Linked DNA regions of Mus musculus: region 2 is linked to region 1. The links are chromatin contacts, called in public promoter capture Hi-C maps. All regions are on one chromosome and are shown on one strand. Each heading gives the region's core, a stretch centred on a gene start, on an enhancer-like site or on the middle of the called end of the contact. The rest is flanking DNA. Distances are from core to core; before and after follow the strand shown. Region 1 holds the start of Olfr224 (olfactory receptor 224). Region 2 holds the start of Olfr319 (olfactory receptor 319).

Region 1 (4,739 bases), core at 922-3,421:
ACTAAGCTTGAAGGTTTCAGTAGGCATAGCAGAGTGAGAAACAGTGTCAGACAGAATTTACTCAGCCTCAGAAATGCCTCTTCCATTTGTACTTTTAAGACAGGAGATTTTTTAATGTTTTTTATTATTATTTCTGAAGTAGTTGATACTACATTTTGGTAGCTCAAGGCAATAGGAAGAAAATGGAATCTCATCTTTCAGAGATGTTATCAACTGCTTCAAGGGATGGGTTGTTGGGACAGCAGTCACAAGTCTCAGCAACAGTTTATATCTCTGTCACGATTCTAAAATTAAAAACAGAAAGACAAACCTGATACTGAAGTCTTAAAGAGCCATGTGGTGCCCAAGATGCTGATGGAGCAGAGAGGTTCTTGATGCCTTCCCATAAATACCAGACAGATCTGGGACCTGTGGGAAGAGATGGGTACAATACAGACAGGAAATAGACTGAGAGATAGAGAGAAACAAGGTAGATTTCTGTTTTACTAAGCTGTATTTGTGAATGGAGACTCAGATCTATTGAATTATGAAAGCTTTCTGACATTCACCTTCTGTTTACCTGCTGACTCAGTTTATGTTTGTGAACACCGAACAAAGACCAGGGAGGAATCCACAGGCTATGAGAAACCCTGAACACCTTCTGCTGGCTGAGTGGAGGTCAGGAGGCAGGTGAGGGGCAGGAGGTGTGCTGGGAAGGTCAGAGTCCTCTGTTAAGTGTGGACCACTGGCATCATTGTCCCCAGGCAGCAGTGAGATCAGAAATGTGGTGTCTGCAGAAGGCAAGGGATTGGGAGCTGTGTTGTCCTTACCCATGCTGTGCCATTTGATGTCCTGTGAACAGCTTGGTGCATTGTTAGCCCTTTGTATTTCTAACAGTGAAGGCAGAACAATGGCAGCTCAGCATCCCAAGCCAGAAGCATTCCTGAACCACCCTGGTGCTTCCAAAGGATTCAGCATCTTTTCTTCTTTTAGAGAAGAGAAGCTTGGGGTCTCAGGCATCTGCCTCACTTCACACAATCACTGACAGAACGAGTGCTTGCCCTGTGATTAAGCACAGAGTGGGCACCTGACTTTGTTCTATGGGAAGCAGTACTTCCCCAGGAATGTACAGTGTGAATTTATGTCACCCACTGTCTGCTTCATATGATAAGATTGAGATGGTTATCTTTACATTTTTTGCAACCCTCAAAATGGGCCCACACTTGAAATTAAACAAACAACACGAGACACAGTTTTGGAAACTAATGTATTGTCACATGAATACTTAAAAATAGAGGAGGAAGGGTGGGTGTTGGCAGATACCTAGTACAATCCTTGTACTTTTGGCACTGAGGCAGGGGGATTACCAATCTTATCAAGGCAAGACTGGTGTGTGTGTGTGTGTGTGTGTGTGTGTGTGTGTGTGTGTGTGTGTGTGTGTGTGTGTGTGTGTGTAGGACAGTAAGGTAGTAGAGATACCTTCTCTGAAAAACACCAAACACATGTTAATTAAAGTAGGAAAACATTTGGCCTAATTCAGTAGTTTTAAAAATAATTCAGTAAGGAAATACTAAAGGGAAACTTTATGAAGAAGCCAGGTGTGTTGCCACATAATGTTACATCTAACTGAGGTGACAGAGTCAGAGTCCTGCCTTATCTATAGAATGAGTGAATGCCAGAGCACCCAGGTATACACAGAGAAACTGTATCTTAAAATAAAAAAAAAAGAAGAAGAAGAAGGAGAAGGAGAAGGAGAAGGAGAAGAGAAAAGAAAAAGGAAAAGGAAAAGAAGAAGAAGAAGAAGAAGAAGAAGAAGAAGAAGAAGAAGAAGAAGAAGAAGAAGAAGAAAAAGAAAAAGAAAAAGAAAAAGAAAAAGAAAAAGAAAAAGAAAAAGAAAAAGAAAAAGTTAGTGATTCTTTTCTTCACATTAGTACAGGGGAACACCAGAGCCAAGAAGTGGGAGTGGGTGCATAGAGGAGCAGGGGGCAGGAAGGGTATGGAGGGACTTTCGGGATAGCATTCAAAATGTAAATGAAGAAAATACCTAATAAAAAATTGAAAAAAAAAGATTACAAACAAACCCCACAAATATCAAACAGACTGTGAAGTGACCACCCTGTGTCATGCTGACTCTCCTGTCCGGTTTTACTCACCATCAGATGCAGCTGCAGCTGTACCCTTAGCCGTATGAACAAGGGACAGCAGCTGGTTAAGTGCAGAAGGACCAGGAGCCAAGTGACGTCATCCCTGGCTGGACTCTACTCATTCCCAGATAAAGATTTCTGTTAATATCTCCCCTCTGGGACTTTAAGAAGAATGCAATTAAGAGAGCCATGGACGCTAACAGAAACCTCTGCTAAGTCCGATTTACTCTTCTGTTGTTGTTGGTGGGTTTTTTTTTTAATAGTGGAAAATCACAGCCATCATTAACAATAACCTGGAATATTACAATCACAAATAACAATCTGGTCCAACTCGAGTCAGCTATTGTGTGTCTAGGCTCTCGTTCACTGTGCAGAATTCTCTCCCTCCCAGAACTCTCTCCTCCTCCTCCTCTCTCTCCTTCTGGGTATGTGTTCATATAAACTTCCAGTGACTTCCGTGACATGTTTTACGTAGGTGCGGACACGAGGCCTCGTCCTTCATGCTCCATCTTTTTTTTTTTTTTTTTTTTTTGGTTTTTCGTAGCCCTGGCTGTCCTGGAACTCACTCTGTAGACCAGGCTAGCCTCGAACTCAGAAATCTGCCTGCCTCTGCCTCCCGAGTGCTGGGATTAAAGGCGTGTGCCACCACCGTCCGGCTTCATGCTCCATCTTGTCCTTCCCTCAGCCCATCATCCCGTGTTCTGCTGTCAGTCACAAACCATATTCTTTTATTTATTTTTTTTCTTTTCTTTTTTTTTCTTTTTTAATTAGATGTTTTCTTCATTTACATTTCAAATGCTATCCCCTTTCCTAGTTTCCTCTCTGAAAATCCCTACACCCTCCTGCCTCTCCCTGCTCCCCAACACACCCACTCCCACTTCCTGGCCCTGGCATTTCCCTATACTGGGGCATGGAATCTTTGCAAGACCAAGGGCCTCTCCTCCCACTGATGGCCAGCTAGGCCATCCTCTGCTACATATGCAGCTAGAGACATGAGCTCTGGGGATATTGGTTAGTTCATATTGTTGTTCCTCCTACAGGGCTGCAGACCCCCTTCAGCTCCTTGAGTACTTTCTCTAGCTCCTCCATTGTGTTCCATTCAATAGATGACTGTGAGTATCCACTTCTGTATTTACCAGGCATTAGCATAGCCTCACAGGAGACAGCTATATCAGGGTCCTGTCAACATAATCTTGTAGGTATATGCAATAGTGTCTGGGTTTGGTGGTTGTTTATGGGATGGATACCCAGGTGGGACAGTCTCTGGATAATCCTCCCTTCAGTCTCAGGTCTGAACTTTGCCTCTGTAACTCCTTCCATGGGTATTTTGTTCCCCCTTCTAAGAAGAAATGAAGTACCCACACTTTGGTTTTCCTTCTTCTTGAGTTTCATGAGTTTTGCAAATTGTATCTTGGGTATTCTAAGTTTCTGGGCTAATATCCACTTATCAGTGAATGCATATCATGTGTGTTCTTTTGTGATTGGGTTACCTCACTCAGGATGATATCCTCCAGATACATCCATTTTCCCTAAGAATTTCATAAATTCATTGTTTTGAATAGCTGCATAGTACTTCATTGTGTAAATGTACCACATTTTCTGTATCCATTCCTCTGTTGAGGGACATCTGGGTTCTTTTCAGCTTCTGGCTATTATAAATAAAGCTGCTATGAACATAGTAGAACATGTGTCCTTATTACAAGTTGAAGCATCTTCTGGGTATATGCCCAGGAGTGGTATTGCTGGATCTTCCTGTAGTACTATGTCCAATTTTCTGAGGAACTGCCAAACTGATTTCCAGAGTGACAAACCATATTCTTTAGAACTGTCTTCAGTTTAAATGTTAGTTTCCTTTTCAATAGAGACCTAAAAAAATTACAGAATATTTGTGGGAAGCCACATGTGCTGTTGCAGAGTGGCACTGACTACTGCTGGCCACCACGCATAAGATTGGACAAACAACCAATGTGTACATATGCAGTAAAGTTTTTTGCAAAGACACTGCCTGGCCCAGGCATGATAATGAGGTTCTGTAAGGTACTGAGAGTATAACCAATCAGATGTGAGACATGCAAATGAGGTATGATAATGAGGTTCTGTAAGGTACTGAGAGTATAACCAATCAGATGTGAGACATGCAAATGAGGTATGATAATGAGGTTCTGTAAGGTACTGAGAGAGAGTAGCCAATCAGATGAGGAACATGCAAATGAGGCTTAGTGCATAACCAATCCGGGTGTGAGACACGCCCCTCCTAGGCCTATAAAAGCAGCACCAGTTCTGGGCTCGAGGTCTTTTCGCCTCTACAATCAAGCTCTCCCAATAAACGTGTGCAGAAGGATCCTGTTGCAGCGTCATTCTTCCTGGCCAGTCAAGCGCGCGCAAGAAATATTCTCCAAGTACAAATGTCTAAGATAAAGATATACATATTCATATTACAGTCAGCAGAACAAATGGCACACTTTATAAATTCACACCTGGCCTTAAGATGTAATGTGTACACTGTATGGTCCAAGCTGGAATAAAACAGAGTGGTAGGTAGAGGCAACTCCACACTCTTGATCCTACAGCCAAATTGCTTCAAACTTTGTCTGAATGCTAAACGTTTCTGATCCC
Region 2 (4,739 bases), core at 1,668-4,167, 130 kb after region 1:
CAGTTGCTTTTGAGTTATCTATACCTTTCAGATCATTACTTATGAGCAGCTGTGTGTATCTCACATGAACATTAGAACCAGAATTTTCAAATTTCCAATTGTAACTGTTAGTAATTCAAACAAACTTTTGAACATTAATTCTGAACTCTATTTTAAGTTCTTTTCTGAAGTGGAATGCAGACAGCAGTTCTAATGAAACACATATTCTGTCACAGTGTGTTTAATTGTGGATAGGAGACTAGTTTTCCCAGAAGGTCTGAGACAGAACTCCTGTTAGTCTCAACCTTCATCAGGTAGCCAGATCCTTGGAGACATCCAAAGCATTTGCCAGGGTTAGAAAAATGACAGCTTTTTTATTTCAATTCTACCTTCCACTCAGGATTTAGTGCTGACTGAAGGTCTAATTATATAAGGCGAAAGGAACAGTTTCCAAATTCACAGAACAAGCGTGGTTCCTAAAACTCGGTTGAGATTAGTGGCCATGGGAGTGTAGCCTTTCTATGTCAGATAACTTGGCTCGGGTGAATATATCCCTCAGAACACATCACTTTCCTTTCCTGTTTGGTAAAAACAAAGGAGCACAAATATCATAATTTCATTTAAAAGGTCATCAAGGAAGGCATAGTTGTACTATCTCATAACTGTTTCTCAGTGGGGGTGAACTGTCAGGAAGTTAGCCTTTGCAGGTTTGTTTCCCTATAACTTTCTAGAGAGAAGATTTTTCTGCAACAAAGAGGCTGTATAGACCACAGTTGAGTTATTATGAATGGGTTATCCTAGGGTATGGCACAAAGCCCATATCCCTAGAAATCTGGAAGAAAGGGCCATGTTCAAAACTCAGGTGGCTGGAGGCCAGAAGCTTTGTCGCTGGCACATCCCTTAAGCTGTCGAGGAGCCCTGCAGCCAGTGAAGTATTGAAGTGAAGCAGAACTGAGTGAGGATTGTTGAGAAGTCACAACTTGTCCTCCCCTGCTGGTTCAGGTACGTGTGACAGTCATCACCCTGTACTGCACACTGCATCCTTTTCTTCTTGGCTCATGTTCTGATTTAGATTAATTTTAGGCTAGAAGCATTTTTAGGTATTGCTTTAAAAATATGTGCATTGTGAAAGTGACTGCAGCCAGGTTACCCTGAAGAGCGTAACCATCTCACAGTTTTAGAGGTGAGAGCTGAGGCTCAGTGTTCCCGCATGGGAACACAGGCATGTAGTCTAACAAATTCTTCCCTTAAGGAGAAGGATAGGCAGAGTCACAGGGTTCCTTCTTGGGGTATAGATAGGCATCTCTTTTTTGTTTAGACCTCAGTTTTTAAAACTAATGTTATCCTAGAATTATATTCCATTATATTCCACCATATTCCTGATATGCAGCAGATTCTATTGCACTTCTAAAATACTTTTAAAATAGCAATGTTTTAATTCACTGCATATAGTAAATATTTGTATAATTCGTGGTGCATTTAATTCTATTGTTGACTTGAATGTTTTTTAACTTTCCTGTGAGGTTGCTGTTTCCATATCCGTAGTTGCACCATTTGTCCAGTTCCTGGGTGCCTTGATGAGTTACTGACCATGGTTAAACCATTGAATAGTAGAAGCCTGAGACATCTATCTTCAAATTTATACTAAACATGCAGGCCAGTGACACAGACCTATCTGCCTGGCAAGGCTGTGAGAAAAGGCAGTGCTGTAATGGAGGCATCTCCAATTTGCTGCTCATTTTGTTGATAGCAAACTCTTTGCTGAGTCTGTGATGGTCAGGAAAAATGCTGAATCACCTCATCTCTCTCCGTAAGGTTTGAGGCTGGCTGACAATTCCAATAGACAGTGCTATGTGTGGCTGAACTCATGCTGCTAGCCTTAGCTGTGACCCCCACAGGCAAATAGATCTGGATCACCACCCTAGAGCTATGATGCAGGACATTGCAATGTGCTTAGCATGAAATTTATTGTGGTGTGATCAACTGTTTCTCGATGTGTTTTTTAAATCCATTTTTATTGTAATTTACTCATTATTGACGTAGAGTGTGCTGACTTGTTGTGTGGCAAACTTCAAGTTGTTAATTTATTCTATGTTGAGTTCAAGTCCTGCATGCAGGACTAGGGATTTCGTTCAGCTGGGGAGTGTTCATGTACCCTGCAGCAAACCTTTGTTTGATCACGATTTCATAATGTGGGTGTGACAGTGCACACTTGTAATCCTAACACATGGGAGACAGAGGCAGGAGGATAACAAAATTGTGATTTTATTTTATGATTGTGGCTACATGGTGTTCCAAAACCAACATGAGCTACACAAAATTGTATTAAAAAAAATAAACCTTTTAAAAGTTCTTTCTGGCCGGGCGTGGTTGTGCATGCCTTTAATCCCAGCACTCAGGAGGCAGAGGCAGGCTGATTTCTGAGTTTGAGGCCAGCCTGGTCTACAAAGTGAGTTCCAGGACAGCCAGGGCTACACAGAGAAACCCTGTCCTGAAAAACAAAAACAAAAAACAAAACAAAAAAATTGAAAGTCCTTTCTCTGGTAAAAAAGAGCTGATTGTGACATGAATCCCTTACAAAGAGCTTGGAATATTTGTATTCATGAAGACCTTGATCAGGAAGAGCTTGCAGACCTCAAACTCGAGAAATGACCAGGAGAAATGAAGGGGATAGAGAAGAGATCCCATGACTTAATGCATGCATGCTACATGCACCCTCTGAAACATAAGCCTGACATTAGCATGTGTAACTATTAATTATTTTGCAGAAATTATAATATATAAAAATAACTAAAAGAACTGTTTTTCAATAGATGAAAGTGTAAAAGAAGGATAGAAGTGTTCCCTACAGCTAGTCCAGAAATGTATGCTCAAGGACAGTCCTCACCTGGCCACACCCTTTCCAGAGTACATCTGCTCTGATGGTTCAGTCTAAGCCATGGAGACAGGAAACCACAGCTGCGGGACAGACTTCACCTTGGTTGGTCTTTTCCAGTATGGACACATGGACACCTTCCTCTTCACAGTCATCTCCATCCTCTTTGCAGTGGCTCTCATAGGCAACATCACACTGGTCCTCCTCATCAGGCTGGATAGAAGACTCCACACCCCCATGTACTTCTTCCTCAGCCAGCTCTCCATCATTGACATGATGTGCATATCTACCACTGTGCCCAAGATGGGAGCTAACTTCATCTCAGACACCAAGGCCATTTCCGTTTTAGGATGTGAGATCCAAGTCTTTATGTTTATGAGTCTTGCTGGGTGTGAAGCTCTCCTGCTGGGCTTCATGTCCTATGACAGGTATATAGCCATCTGCCAACCCTTGCACTACCCTGTGCTCATGAGCAGGAAGATCTGCTGCTCCATGGTCGCCAGTGCCTGGAGCAGCAGCTCCATCAATGCTTTAGCGCATACAGTGTATGTGTTTCAACTTCCTTTCTGTGGGTCTAGGATGGTTAACCACTTTTTCTGTGAGGTTCCATCTCTCCTGCCACTTGTGTGTGAAGACACATCCCAATATGAGCATATGATTGTCATGAGTGTCCTTGTCCTTGTGTTGCTCCCCTTCCTGGCCATCCTAGCTTCCTATGCTCGGGTCTTGGTTGTTGTATTCCAGATGGGTTCAGGGCAGGGACAGAGTAGAGCTGTGTCCACCTGCTCCTCACACCTGACTGTGGCCAGTCTGTTCTATGTCACCGGTCTCTGCACCTACACCCAGCCACACTCCTTGCATTCTCCTGGAAGGGACAAAGTGGTGGCTGTGCTCTACTCAATCGTCACCCCTGTTCTGAACCCATTCATCTATAGTCTGAGGAACAAGGAGGTCATTGGGGCGCTGAGGAGACAAATGGGGTGATGGAAATTTACATGGGACTTTGGGGTGGACTGATCTAAAGTTAGTCTTGGACACTCTCTGGAATGATTTTAGGATTGATATTCTGGTGGAAGCTTATCAGCTTGTCTTGCTGAATGAACAAGAACCGGAATCTTTGCCCACACAGTGTCACACCGAGTTGATGGTTTAATCTGAATGTTGGCTCCTGGGGATACGGAAGGACTTTGTCTTTGTACCTGCCATCTCTGGCTGCCCATCAGCCTAGATTGGCTTTCCACTGATTTTCTTACCATCTGCCCTGGTGCAAGGTACCACGGCTTCTCCAACTGTGGCATTCTATACAGTTGCCTGTTCCACACTTGCCTTCCACTTTCTCTGGAAGCCCCTTCTGCAGTTTATGATTATAGCTATACTTGTGCAGATATTTTACATAAATCTGGAATATTTCATTGTTTTTTTTTGTAGGCACAACAATTACATAAGCATGTGTGTCTGTTTTTATAATGTGACATATTTTAAGGACAATTCTGAAAGAAATAAGGAGGGAGCCAACTTAATGCTTGCTTTGATACTTGTGTGATTATTACCACAAGAATATGATTTCCAAGCTCTCCTAGGCTGTTTTATGATGTCTTGCTGACTCCCTTTATTAATACTATTTTCCAAAATTCACTATGACTTTGTAATAAACATCATCAATGAATCTGTCTGACTCTTTGCACTGTGTCTCTTTCCACGAACAACTTTGTGGTGAGCTCCCATGTTTATATTTATGTTGATCACCCATGCTAACTTATGATAAGGACATTTGAGAAACAGACCCCAAATTGTTCTTCTTTAGAAAACATAGAAAATATCTGCATTTTTTCCATGGCTAATGTACAATAAATTCTGAGAGCAATAATGTTATTTCAAGAAAATG

What was found. Capture Hi-C pulls out chosen DNA fragments and counts their contacts.
Region 2: a promoter capture Hi-C map of adipose tissue shows a contact between it and region 1. The contact joins the promoter of Olfr319 here to the promoter of Olfr224 in region 1.

Annotation. Positions count from the first base shown.
Region 1 is chr11:58,568,397-58,573,135 of GRCm38.p6, forward strand. It overlaps Olfr224 (olfactory receptor 224), which reads right to left and starts at 2,172. Exons shown (of 4, transcript NM_207695.2): 1 at 2,133-2,172; 2 at 311-408.
Region 2 is chr11:58,698,786-58,703,524 of GRCm38.p6, forward strand. Olfr319 (olfactory receptor 319) reads left to right here and starts at 2,918. Exons shown (of 1, transcript NM_146500.2): 1 at 2,918-3,838. The coding sequence starts at 2,918. The coding sequence ends at 3,838.